3 separate regions of the Hordeum vulgare genome follow, and regions 1 and 3 are each linked to region 2. The links are chromatin contacts, called in public Hi-C and HiChIP or PLAC-seq maps. All regions are on one chromosome and are shown on one strand. The core of a region is the stretch at or near the end of the contact, and the rest is flanking DNA. Distances in the headings are between cores, read along the strand shown.

Region 1 (3,378 bases), core at 348-2,847, 340 kb before region 2:
GACACGATCAGCTCAGAAAGTGTCGCCTTGTAGTCGGAAATGAGGACAATGTAATTCATCACATAGCGAGTGAGGGGATGGATGGTGCCGCCGGGTACTGGAGTCTTGGAGGGGTCACGGAGAACGGCGTTCTCGAACTCCGAGAGTATCCCACGGACAGCATCAGCCAGACGCGCCCTGATCTCGGTACTCTGCACATATATTGATTCCCCGGCCTTGGAGACAGCAAAGATATCCGAGACATCAGGCAGCAGATCGGCCAGTGCATCGTGCAGATCAATGATCTTGAAGAGCTTCTCTGGCGAGCGGCGGCCGATGCTTATGGCCTCGGCAAAGCCAAAGAGCTGCAGCGCGGCGCCCTTGACAGTTTCGACGAAGGGGGCGGCGGGCGTCGTGGTGGGTGCGGGGGTGGCGATGGTGGGGTTGGAGAGGGGGAGGTCGTGGAAGATGAGGAAGCAAAGGCGGCGTTCGCTGGCGAAAACGCCGCGGACGGCTGCGCGGGCCGCGCGGATCCAGCGGCGGATCTTGACCTCGAGGGCGTCCCACTCGAGGCGCTGGACGTCGCCGATGGTGAGCTTCTCGACGCCGAGGCGGCGCAGGGCGGAGTCGACGGCCGGCTTGCGGACGGAGGCGTAGACCTGGACGCACTCGCGGTCGTAGCCGGCGGCGGCCATGCGGGAGGCGATGGCGTTGAGGTCGGCGACGGCGTCGGGCGGGAGGAGGTCGATCTCGCGGATGCTGCGCATGGAGCGGTAGCTGCTGCGGCGGCCGACGGAGGACTCGACGGAGTCGTCGTCCACCGGCGGCGCGTCGCCGACGTCGGAGAAGCTGGAGCGGTCGCTGCACATGGAGAGGGAGCTGAGGTCGGCCAGCACCTCGATCTCGAGGTCGACCGCGCGCGACGCCAGGACGTGGCGGAACTCGTCCTCGAGCCGCGCCATGGCGACCTGGACGGCGCCGGAGGCCCCCGACGAGGAGGTGCGGCGCGGGCTGCCGGGGGACGGCGGCGCGAGGCGGCGCAGGTCGTCCACCGCCTGCAGGAACCGCTCCGCCTCCGCCCGGTCCCCGCCGCCGTCGAACAGCATCTGGTCCTCCCCGCCCCCCGCGGGCGCGGACGCCGTGGAGTCCCACCGCATCACCACCCTCTCCGCCCTCTCCAGCTCCGCCGCGGCGGATCCGTCCATGCTTCGCCCCCTCCGACCCTCCTCACCCCCGGCCAGCCGCGCGACAAACCAACACCAATAGCAGGGAGGGAGCGGCAGGAAGCCAACCACCGGCGGCGATGAAGCTGCTGTCTTGGCTCTGCGCTGTGCTCTGATGCTCTCTGCTCTCTGGTTAGTCCAGCGAGGGGAGACCGGCCGATTTCTCTTCTCTCCCGGCTTTGGTTTGGTTTGCTTTGGTCGTTCGGGCTCCCTCCCTCCCCTCGCGATTATTATATTGCGCGGATTAGCAAAGGCCAAAGCCGAATCAGATTTTCTTTTTCTTTTTTCCCCGACGAAACAGAGCCTTAATGGACGGTGACGACGACGAGAGCTGATTGCCGGGCCCACCTGCCAGAGACGCATCGAACATGGGAGAACGATCTACGTGTGCCCCACCAGCCGGTCGGCACACCATAGTGCATTTTACAAAGAACATTCAATTTATTCATCAATCACGGAAGTAAAAAAAAACACTAGAAAATAACAGTTATTTTATCCAGGCACACCATAGTGCATTTTACAAAAAACATTCAATTTATTCATCAATCACGGAAGAAAAAAGCACTAGAAAATAACAACTATTTTATGAGTTCGTTTGGTACACACGGTTTGCGATGGACAAACCCCTCCAAACCACTAAATCCCCCCCCCCCCTCACGGGATTTTGAAGCATCGAGGGGGACTCGTGGAACTCGTGCAACGAGGATTCAAGGGGATTGGGTGGAAGAGGGGGATTCACCAAATCCCATGAAATCCCCACCCCGTTGGGGACTTGAAAACCACTTGTGCCGAACAAGGCCTTATGGAATCGGACAAACCCTGTTGTAGTGAACAGTCGAAGAAGTTGTTGTGTTAAGGTCCTAGAGGACCAACGAAATAGACACCATTGAGGATTCAATCAGTAAACACATGAACGCGAAAAATTAAGACCGGATCCAAACAGATCCATCCAAGGCAATCACATATTAAATCCTGTGAGATTCGTCACACACACCTTCACACATCGTGGCGTTAGAAACACCATTAAGATAGGGGCTAGACAGGGAGAAACTTATTCCATCTTTATAAAGTCGCCACAATTTTGCATTACTGAGCAGGACACAAACCATAACCAAACTAAAAACAAATGAAAATGAACCAGGATAGCTATCACCGACACACGCGAGGGTTCATTGCGCCTCCATGACCCTCGGACGAAAAGAGAGGAGCATGCAGAGCGAGAGCGACTCCCATCCATGGGAGGCAGTGAACACTAAGAGGATCTACACCTAGACCACTCATATTGCCTCTATACGTCCGGGCAGCCGACCTGGTGAGTGGCAGGTAACTTTTTTAAGACGGACACGAGCCTTAACCCTAGCCACCCCATTTCCTCTCTCTGACTCTAGTCTATGTCGCCACGGCAAACTATACCGCTTCCTATTCCGCTCCGACCTCGCCATCCGCGGGTAGCCATGGTTTGCTAAAATAATACCTACTACAAGATGTTGATCTCGCAATGTCGGGTAACAAAGATGAAGGCACGACACGACCCTCACATTGCATCTGACTTTCCTTTGGACTCTCCAGAGGAGGAGATGAAGGGGCAAGAGGCGTCGAACATGAAGACGGAGAAGGTGGAGTAGTGGGATGTAGAGGAGGAGAAAGCCAAGGCGGATCCGACAATAGAGCATCCCGGTTCAGCTTGGAGGACACATGGGCAGTGGTCGAGGTAGCCCAAGTGAAGACAGCAATGGGGCAACATACGAACCTTCTTTGCAAGTGTTGTAAAGTAGTTGTGAGAGATAGTTTGATAACAAGATAGTTTGTAGCAAGTAACAAGTAACAAAAGTAGCAAGGTGCAGCAAGGTGGCCCAATCCTTTTATTGCAAAGGACAAGCCAGAAGTACTTATAGTGATTAAATCGTTCTCGAGGACACGCGGTAATATTGTCTAGTTATTTTTATCATGATTCAATGACTCGCGTTCATTCCTTTCATAAGTTGTTATGTGGGCAGGTCGGTGCTAAGGTGTTGTTCTTACTTGCACAAATAACCTACACTACTGGAAATCCGTTTTTTGCCGTCTGCCAAATGTTTGTCGTCCGCTGGCTGATGGCAAAGAGTGTCTTTGCCGTCAGTTGCCACAAAACGGACGACAAAGAAATGGCTGATGGCATAGAAGGTATTTGCCATCA
Region 2 (3,303 bases), core at 765-3,264:
CTTGCGAAATTTGATCCACCAACTTTGGCCTTGTCCATTTATAGTGCCATTGTGACCTATTAGACAGATAAACACATGATGAGTCTCAACTAACTAAATGTCTGACAAATTTCAGGACAAATAGGTGATAGAAAGAATATTTAGCAATTAAATTAGCACATTACAATCATGGCTACACGCATTCATGGTTATTCTGGTAAGAGGTAACAATATCTTCATATGAATAACAAACAAAACCGTTGGTCTTATATTCCAAATAGCTAGAAGGAGGCCTCATAACATAGGATCGTCCAACATACTTCCACACTGGGAATTATGATGATTTTATAAGACAGGTGGTCACAAATTCTGATACTTCATTTTTCCAATTTCACTTCTGTTCCTACGTTTAGCAATTAGTGTGTTAAAGGAGGTCTCATAATATAGGATCCTCCAACACACTTCCACCTTAAAGTTAAAGTCCACACACGCCACAATATGATAGCAGCCAACATTTTGCTTTTCCTTGCTTTAATTTCAGAATGCAACCAGAAATTTAAAAGTAATAATTAAGCATTGAAATGAACTAAGCAAGTAAGCATACACAGAAAAAACATAAAGTTCACTATCATGAGAGTCAAAATGCAACAAGAGGAAACATACAATATTACCTACCAGTTATAATTACATCCTTCAGGTCTTGACCATGTATGAGGCTCCCATATCGAGGTCCCTTGTGCTCTCTTCCATATCCATATGATGGTAATGGAGACATCAATGGCCAGTATCTTTCATCCTTACATGTAAGCAACGCAATAAGCTGTCAATGTTGACTTATTGGAAGAAAATGCACCAAACTGTAAAAGTTACAGCCAAACGATAAGTAACAACATCCTAGTTCAACTTTCTCTGAGGTTGAAACAAAATGACATCACTGTAATTTATTTACAGCCTAAGCATGAGTGGACAGGAACAGTGTCATTCTAGTGGTAATGTGAGTCATTAATTCATTATATGGTTTAATGATTTAACTATACCACGACTACACTTATGACTGGTCATACAACCTTGTCAAAACTTGTACTGTGAAATTAAGCAAGCAGATGGAGAGTGCAGCTGAAATTCCTCACCTGGACCCCCAGGATCTCAGCGCCAGCAGCGAGGAAGAGCGTCATGTGGCTGGTGAGGTTAAACGGCGCAGTGAGCCACCGGCCAGCAGGCACGGTGAGCCTCCCACCGCCCCTCTCCGAGATGGCCGCCACCGCGCCCTCGAAGGCCGCCGTGTTGAGCGTCCGCCCGTCCCCGACGCCCCCAAACTCCCTCAAGTCGTACACCGGCGGCGAGGCCACCCACTGCCCCATCGCTGCGGCGGACGGCGCGCGCTTGGGCATGGGGGGCCGGTTGTAGAGCCGCAGGCGGCCCATGGAGGTGTTCTGCCACAGGAAGACGAGCACGAAGCCGACGAGCCAGAGCGCGACCAGGTACGCCCTGTAGGACGGCGAGATCGTCGGCGGCGCCCACCGCCGGTGGTGAAACTGGTGCGCCCCGCGGCTTAGCGCGGCGCGCGGGGAGGACAGCACGGCCGGCCCGGCGGAGGCCGACGCCGCCGCCGCTGCGGCGGCGGCGGCGACGGAGGCGCGCGGGGAGGAGACGCCGACGGCGATCTCCGCCATCGGATCCGGTCGTCGCGGGGGCGGGGGCGGGGCGGGGGCGGGGGCGGGATCTACGTGCTACGCCGCGCAGTACCAACCGGTTGGTGCCTCTGTCTGGGGGCTACTACTAGGGTTTTGCTGCCCATGGGGGTGGGGGAGGAAGCGGGAGCGCGGCGGTGGTGAGCCGGACCTCGGGAGCACTAGTTTAAAAAGGGCGGGAGGCGGTGAGGTCACTGGCACTTGAGCGCGGTGGTGAGTGCTTCCGCCTCGGCCGTGGGGTTGGAGGAGGAACCACGACGACGGCCAGCGAGACGGCGGAATGACCGAATAGCCCACCCTGCGTACTGCCGTCAGCCCGTGCGGGCCGTCGGATTGACTGACTCCAGTTGCCGTGGCTCTGTCTGTTGCTGTCTACGCTTCCGCTGATGCTGAAGTACTGCTCCCTCCACTTCCTCTTTTTCGGGGTTTTAAGAACATATGATCCCTTAAAAACCATAAACTGTAAAATAATCGTTCTTTTATGGTTTTGAACGCAAAATGTTCATTTTAGATCGTGCAAAACGGTTTGTCCTGCCTTGGGCGACGGAGCGACGGCTGGTCCGGTGACGGTTGATTGACGTTGCGGCGGTAGATCAAAGTAGTCGGTCAGTCGGGGAAGGGGGGATTTCACGTAGGTTGGGTTGGTGCGTGGCTAGACATTTTGCATCTGGGTTTACATCTCCAGCAGTTAGATATGTCCAAGTATTGTATTTTACATCACTTGAAGCAGGTGATGTCAGTTTTTTTACATCTATATTATTTGTTGGAGGTGCGTTTTTAAAACTCGGAGATGTAAAAGTTAGTTATTTTACATCTATATCATCTATTGGAGATGCTCTAAGAAGTATTCCCTCTTTTTCGTCTTTTCGAGTGTTTTTAAGCATCTCTAGCAGATCCCGTAAAGACCTGAAATGTAAAATAACTATTCTTTTACGCTTTTGAGCGGAAAAAAATCGTTTCAGATCCCACAGAACGGCCGGTGCCAGAAAAAAAAAATCTTGCTCGCTGTAAAAAGGGAAACAAATCCAACCCCCTAAAAAAGAAACCCTTGTACGTTAGATTCCCAGTTTTGCCCTGTCCTTTTCGGTTTCCTCTATCATACGAAAATGGTTGGCGGGAGTGAAACTTCAGCAGAAATCACTCCCGCGGTGTTGAACGGCCTATACACTGCAGTGTCGGAGCTTCGGCGGGAGGAGGCGGATAAGGAGGCACGCGAGCAGGAGGCTCCACGACGTCGGCCAAGTAGGGGCATCACTCCACCATAGCAGTCTCTTGGAGGTCGTGCGCGCCTCCGGCGCCTCACTAGGAGTGGACCTGGTCGTCCGATGCAGTGGCTGGTGAAGGCATGGTCGCGGGACACCATTGCAAGGTGGGCCTCATTGAGCCGCATGATGGGGCGACCACGGCACCAATGTCCTCCTAATCGCTGATGGGTGGTGGTGGCCGCGGCGGCGGAGTCCTTACCTTCCTCCTCCACAATGGGGCGCTCCATGATGGGCTCCTTGTCCGCCATTTAAAGGGTTAGGCGGTGGCTCGCTTGCTACTTCTAAAGCACTACTCCCGAGTCAACATGGCGATGAGATGGGAGCGATGAGAGACACCTACAAAAGAGCACGAGGAGGAGTTATGACAC
Region 3 (3,729 bases), core at 194-2,693, 360 kb before region 2:
TGAGAATAATTACATGTAATGAACGAGCGCTACAGCTAGCTAGAGACTTAAATTACAGAAAGAAATCACTTACAGACAATAGCAATTGACGATAGATTTGTCGAGTTCGTCTTGATTGAGTAACCGAAACATTTCTTGATACTCAACCCACAAATCTTTTTTATGATAGTAATGCTCTTCCTCGACTTCCATCATGAGGGACTCTCGATTCGTAGTCTTTACTACTCTCAGGTACCATTGATGCAATTCATACATTCTCGTTGATAGAAGCGGGGTCTGCTCAGGCTTGACCATAGGTTGGCCGCGGACATATTTCCATATTAGTTCCTCCTCTTTAAACGTTTGCAAGTCCTCGATGCCTAGGATTTATTGTATAGTGACACCGGCCTCTTTAGCCCGCCTTCTATGATCGTCGGTTATTACCAGCTACTAATCAGCGGTACTCACATGTGTTTGTAGTGGGGAGATTATGCACTGCCTGTTCTCCCAGCTGGGGAACAGTTTTCCCGCATTTTTGCCAGCTGCTTGGCTCGAGCTCGAGCTCGACTCCTTCCTTTTTTGTGCTCGATATGACTTCTTGATAGAGCGGTCATAGTCTGAGTCTATATGCTTGACAGCTGGTTGAGCATTATCAATAAAGTGTTGTATGCCATGCTCAGGTATGATCTCCTTTGGCGACAGGGACGGTTTCGGTCCAAAATGGGCCTTCACTTGGGCTTGCACTTCGACTGTGTTTTCCTCGGGAGTCAGGTGGTAAGGCAACCTCGTAAGAGGCTTGAGACTTGGACCATATTTGAATTTCTTGCCTCCTGTTGTAACGCTAGCCGACGTAGTTAGTCTCAAGTCATTAAAAGCATACACACCCCACGTCTTTTATTGGTTGATTCCTTTATTCATGTCAAAAACAGGAAACGAGGTGAGAATTAATGCATCGTGCCTAGTGTTTTGGGAAAGTTTTAAGATGACTTGTAAACCGAGACGAAAGGAGTACCATCGTCACAGTTTAGAAGGTACTCATTGTACCTAGGTCGTCAATTTAACTTATATAAAATATATTGTTTAACATAAAAATTATATCATTAAAAAATAGAACATCTAAAGTTTGTAATGATATATTTTTTATAATATATGTATCTCATTAAATTTGTTAAATTAACGACCTAGATACATATGCCGAACTTGTAAACTGAGACGAAGAAAATACTGTGTTATTTTACTAATATCATATGATGACACTAGTATATGTTACTCCGCTATGGCCAGCCTAAAACCTTTTTGTTTCCTACGAAGAGAAACCAGTGGTTTCTTCCTGGAACTATGGACCTAATTAAAGAACCTAAGTTAAGAACTCTGTTAACCTCAGCCTGTCATTGACCAACATCAATATTTACCATCAAAGAATAACCATTTTAGCCGGTCCAGTCCGGTCGAGTCGCCGACAAAGCCTTTTCTCCCCCATTTCTTTCCTTCCTAACCTACCCCAGGCGACAGCGGCTCCGCTCCGCTTGGCCTCTGCGGTTTTTGCCATTTCCCCCAACTCCGCCGACCCACTCCACTCATCAGCTTCGCGCAGGCCAGATCCACCCTCGCCTAGTCTCCTCCATGGCCGCCGACGCCGACACGGCGGCCGCCGCACGTGCCCTCCTCCTCCTCGCCGTCTCCGTCGCGGCGCTCCTCCGCGCCGGCGAGGCCTCGGTGCACGAGTACACCGGCCTCGGCTTCCTCAACAAGGGCAATGCCTTCATCCTCCACGCAGGCAGCGAGGGCCTCTACGCCCCCGTCTCCCCCGCCAATGCCACCGCCGAGGAGGAGGACGACGAGGCCGCCGCCGCCGCCGCCCCCGACGCCTTCATACGGTACTTTGTCTCGCGGTTTTTAGCTCCCCGCTGGCTTGCCGCTAGCTTGCATCGTCTTTACAGCCGACCGCGGTGTAGCGGAGCCTTGTTCTGCGTATGAGATCTTGGATCCCGTCATCCCCCGGGGGCTCTGTCGGCCATTTGAATGGTTTTTGGTAGGGTAGTACTCCGAGAGGGCGCGATTGGATCTTCACAGAAATTATGCTGAGAGGGGCACCATTCCCGCTGAGTAATTATAGCTACATGTGCGTTGCTGAGTTAATTATGCTTCATTAGTTTGCAATTTATGGCGTGAGTTGGTGTAGGGGTGTAGCTGGCATACTTAATGAGGGCTACTTATATGAAGTTTAGATCAAGCATGGGAAGCACTACAACTTTAAATTTTGTTTAAGTTGTGTTTGCACGAGCATACTTGTAAAAATATACTTCTTCCGTCACAGTTTAGAAGGCATGCACGTGTACCTAGATCGTCAATTTGATTTATATAAATATATTGTTTAACGTAAAAATTATATCATTAGAAAATAGAACATCTAAAGTTTTTAATGATATATTTTTTGTTATATATGCCTCTCATTAAGTTGGTCAAATTGACGACCTAGGTACATGTATTGGATTTGTAAACTGAGACGGAGGGAGTACTCTACATGCGTCCAATAAACTAAAAGGCAAAGGAAATGACACCCTGTTCCTTCAGTTTAAATTAGTCATGGAAGCATTTTGCACCCATTATTTATTGGTTGCTACTTTAATCGAACAATTCAAATTGCATTAGCTCGGTTCACTATAATTAGGTGCTTAGCTTGCCTGCCATCCTTCCTTCCTGTAGATTCGAATTTCATATTTCCTCCACTTTTCAGGTTTGACAAGATTACTTTTAGGAGGCCAGAGGAGGCCAATGATTCTGTGAAAGAGACTAGTTCATCTAAGGTTCAGATACTTGTCTTTGAAATAGAAGATCGTGAAATGATTGGTGGATCGGCGTATGGAGGTCAAAAAGCAATTTGTTGTACATCAGATCTTGCAAAGTTGGGAGCTTGCGTCGAAGGCTCTGTCATCTACCGCCCGTCGCAGGTGAATCCTGGTTGGCCACAGTTGTTTGTTGCTTCTTTTGATGGAAGTGATCTGATTGCAACGCTGCCTTCAAGGACCATTCCAGTAAAGAAAACTGGGATGTACAATATGTACTTTATACACTGTGACCCGGCACTTGCTGGACTGGAAATCGACGGGAAAACCATATGGAAAAATCCTACTGGCTACCTTCCAGGTCGGATGGCACCTCTTAAGAACTTTTTTGGACTGATGTCATTTGCTTTCGTGATACTTGGTATCTATTGGTTTTATCAATACATGAAGTTCTGGCGAGAGGTTCTTCCACTTCAGAACTGTATTACTCTTGTTATTACATTGGGCATGCTTGAGATGGCATTGTGGTATTTTGAATATGCTGAGTTCAATGAGACTGGAGTTCGGGCAAAGGCCATCACATTTTGGGCTGTAACATTTGGGACTATTAAAAGAACAGTGGCTCGTCTTATTATTCTCATTGTCTCGATGGGGTATGGAGTTGTGAGGCCTACTTTGGGTGGTCTGACATCGAAAGTGGTCATGCTTGGAGGAACATTCTTTGTAGCTACAGAAATTCTTGAGCTAGTGGAAAATCTAGGCACTGTGAATGATCTGTCTGGAAAAGCTCGTCTATTTTTAGTCTATCCAGTGGCCATCTTGGATGCTTCATTCATTGTTTGGATATTTATTTCTCTAGCCAAGACCCTTAGCCAACTTCAGGTGAACAGAACATCTTTTGTGCTCGTTATTCTCTATTATTTCATTTGCAGTATCTGTTATGGTGCACTATCTTTTTTTCTTG

The links. A called contact is a pair of places that touch in the nucleus more often than the background predicts. HiChIP or PLAC-seq counts read pairs in DNA pulled down with a chosen protein or histone mark.
Region 1: a Hi-C map of seedling shows a contact between it and region 2, with 4 times the contacts expected there. The contact joins the promoter of LOC123397495 here to the promoter of LOC123397503 in region 2. A contact is called at or near these places in 3 of 6 Hi-C or Micro-C datasets (leaf and seedling) and 1 of 1 datasets of contacts at active chromatin or transcription factors (embryo).
Region 3: an H3K4me3 HiChIP or PLAC-seq map of embryo shows a contact between it and region 2, with 4 times the contacts expected there. The contact joins the promoter of LOC123397490 here to the promoter of LOC123397503 in region 2. A contact is called at or near these places in 1 of 6 Hi-C or Micro-C datasets (leaf) and 1 of 1 datasets of contacts at active chromatin or transcription factors (embryo).

What each region holds. Positions count from the first base shown.
Region 1 is chr5H:431,722,877-431,726,254 of MorexV3_pseudomolecules_assembly, forward strand. It overlaps LOC123397495 (exocyst complex component EXO70B1), which reads right to left and starts at 1,598. Exons shown (of 1, transcript XM_045092023.1): 1 at 1-1,598. The coding sequence starts at 1,565.
Region 2 is chr5H:432,057,538-432,060,840 of MorexV3_pseudomolecules_assembly, forward strand. LOC123397503 (probable polygalacturonase) reads right to left here and starts at 2,015. Exons shown (of 5, transcript XM_045092032.1): 1 at 1,110-2,015; 2 at 655-775; 3 at 1-56. The coding sequence starts at 1,652.
Region 3 is chr5H:431,702,729-431,706,457 of MorexV3_pseudomolecules_assembly, forward strand. LOC123397490 (transmembrane protein 87B) reads left to right here and starts at 1,444. Exons shown (of 5, transcript XM_045092016.1): 1 at 1,444-1,856; 2 at 2,717-3,647. The coding sequence starts at 1,603.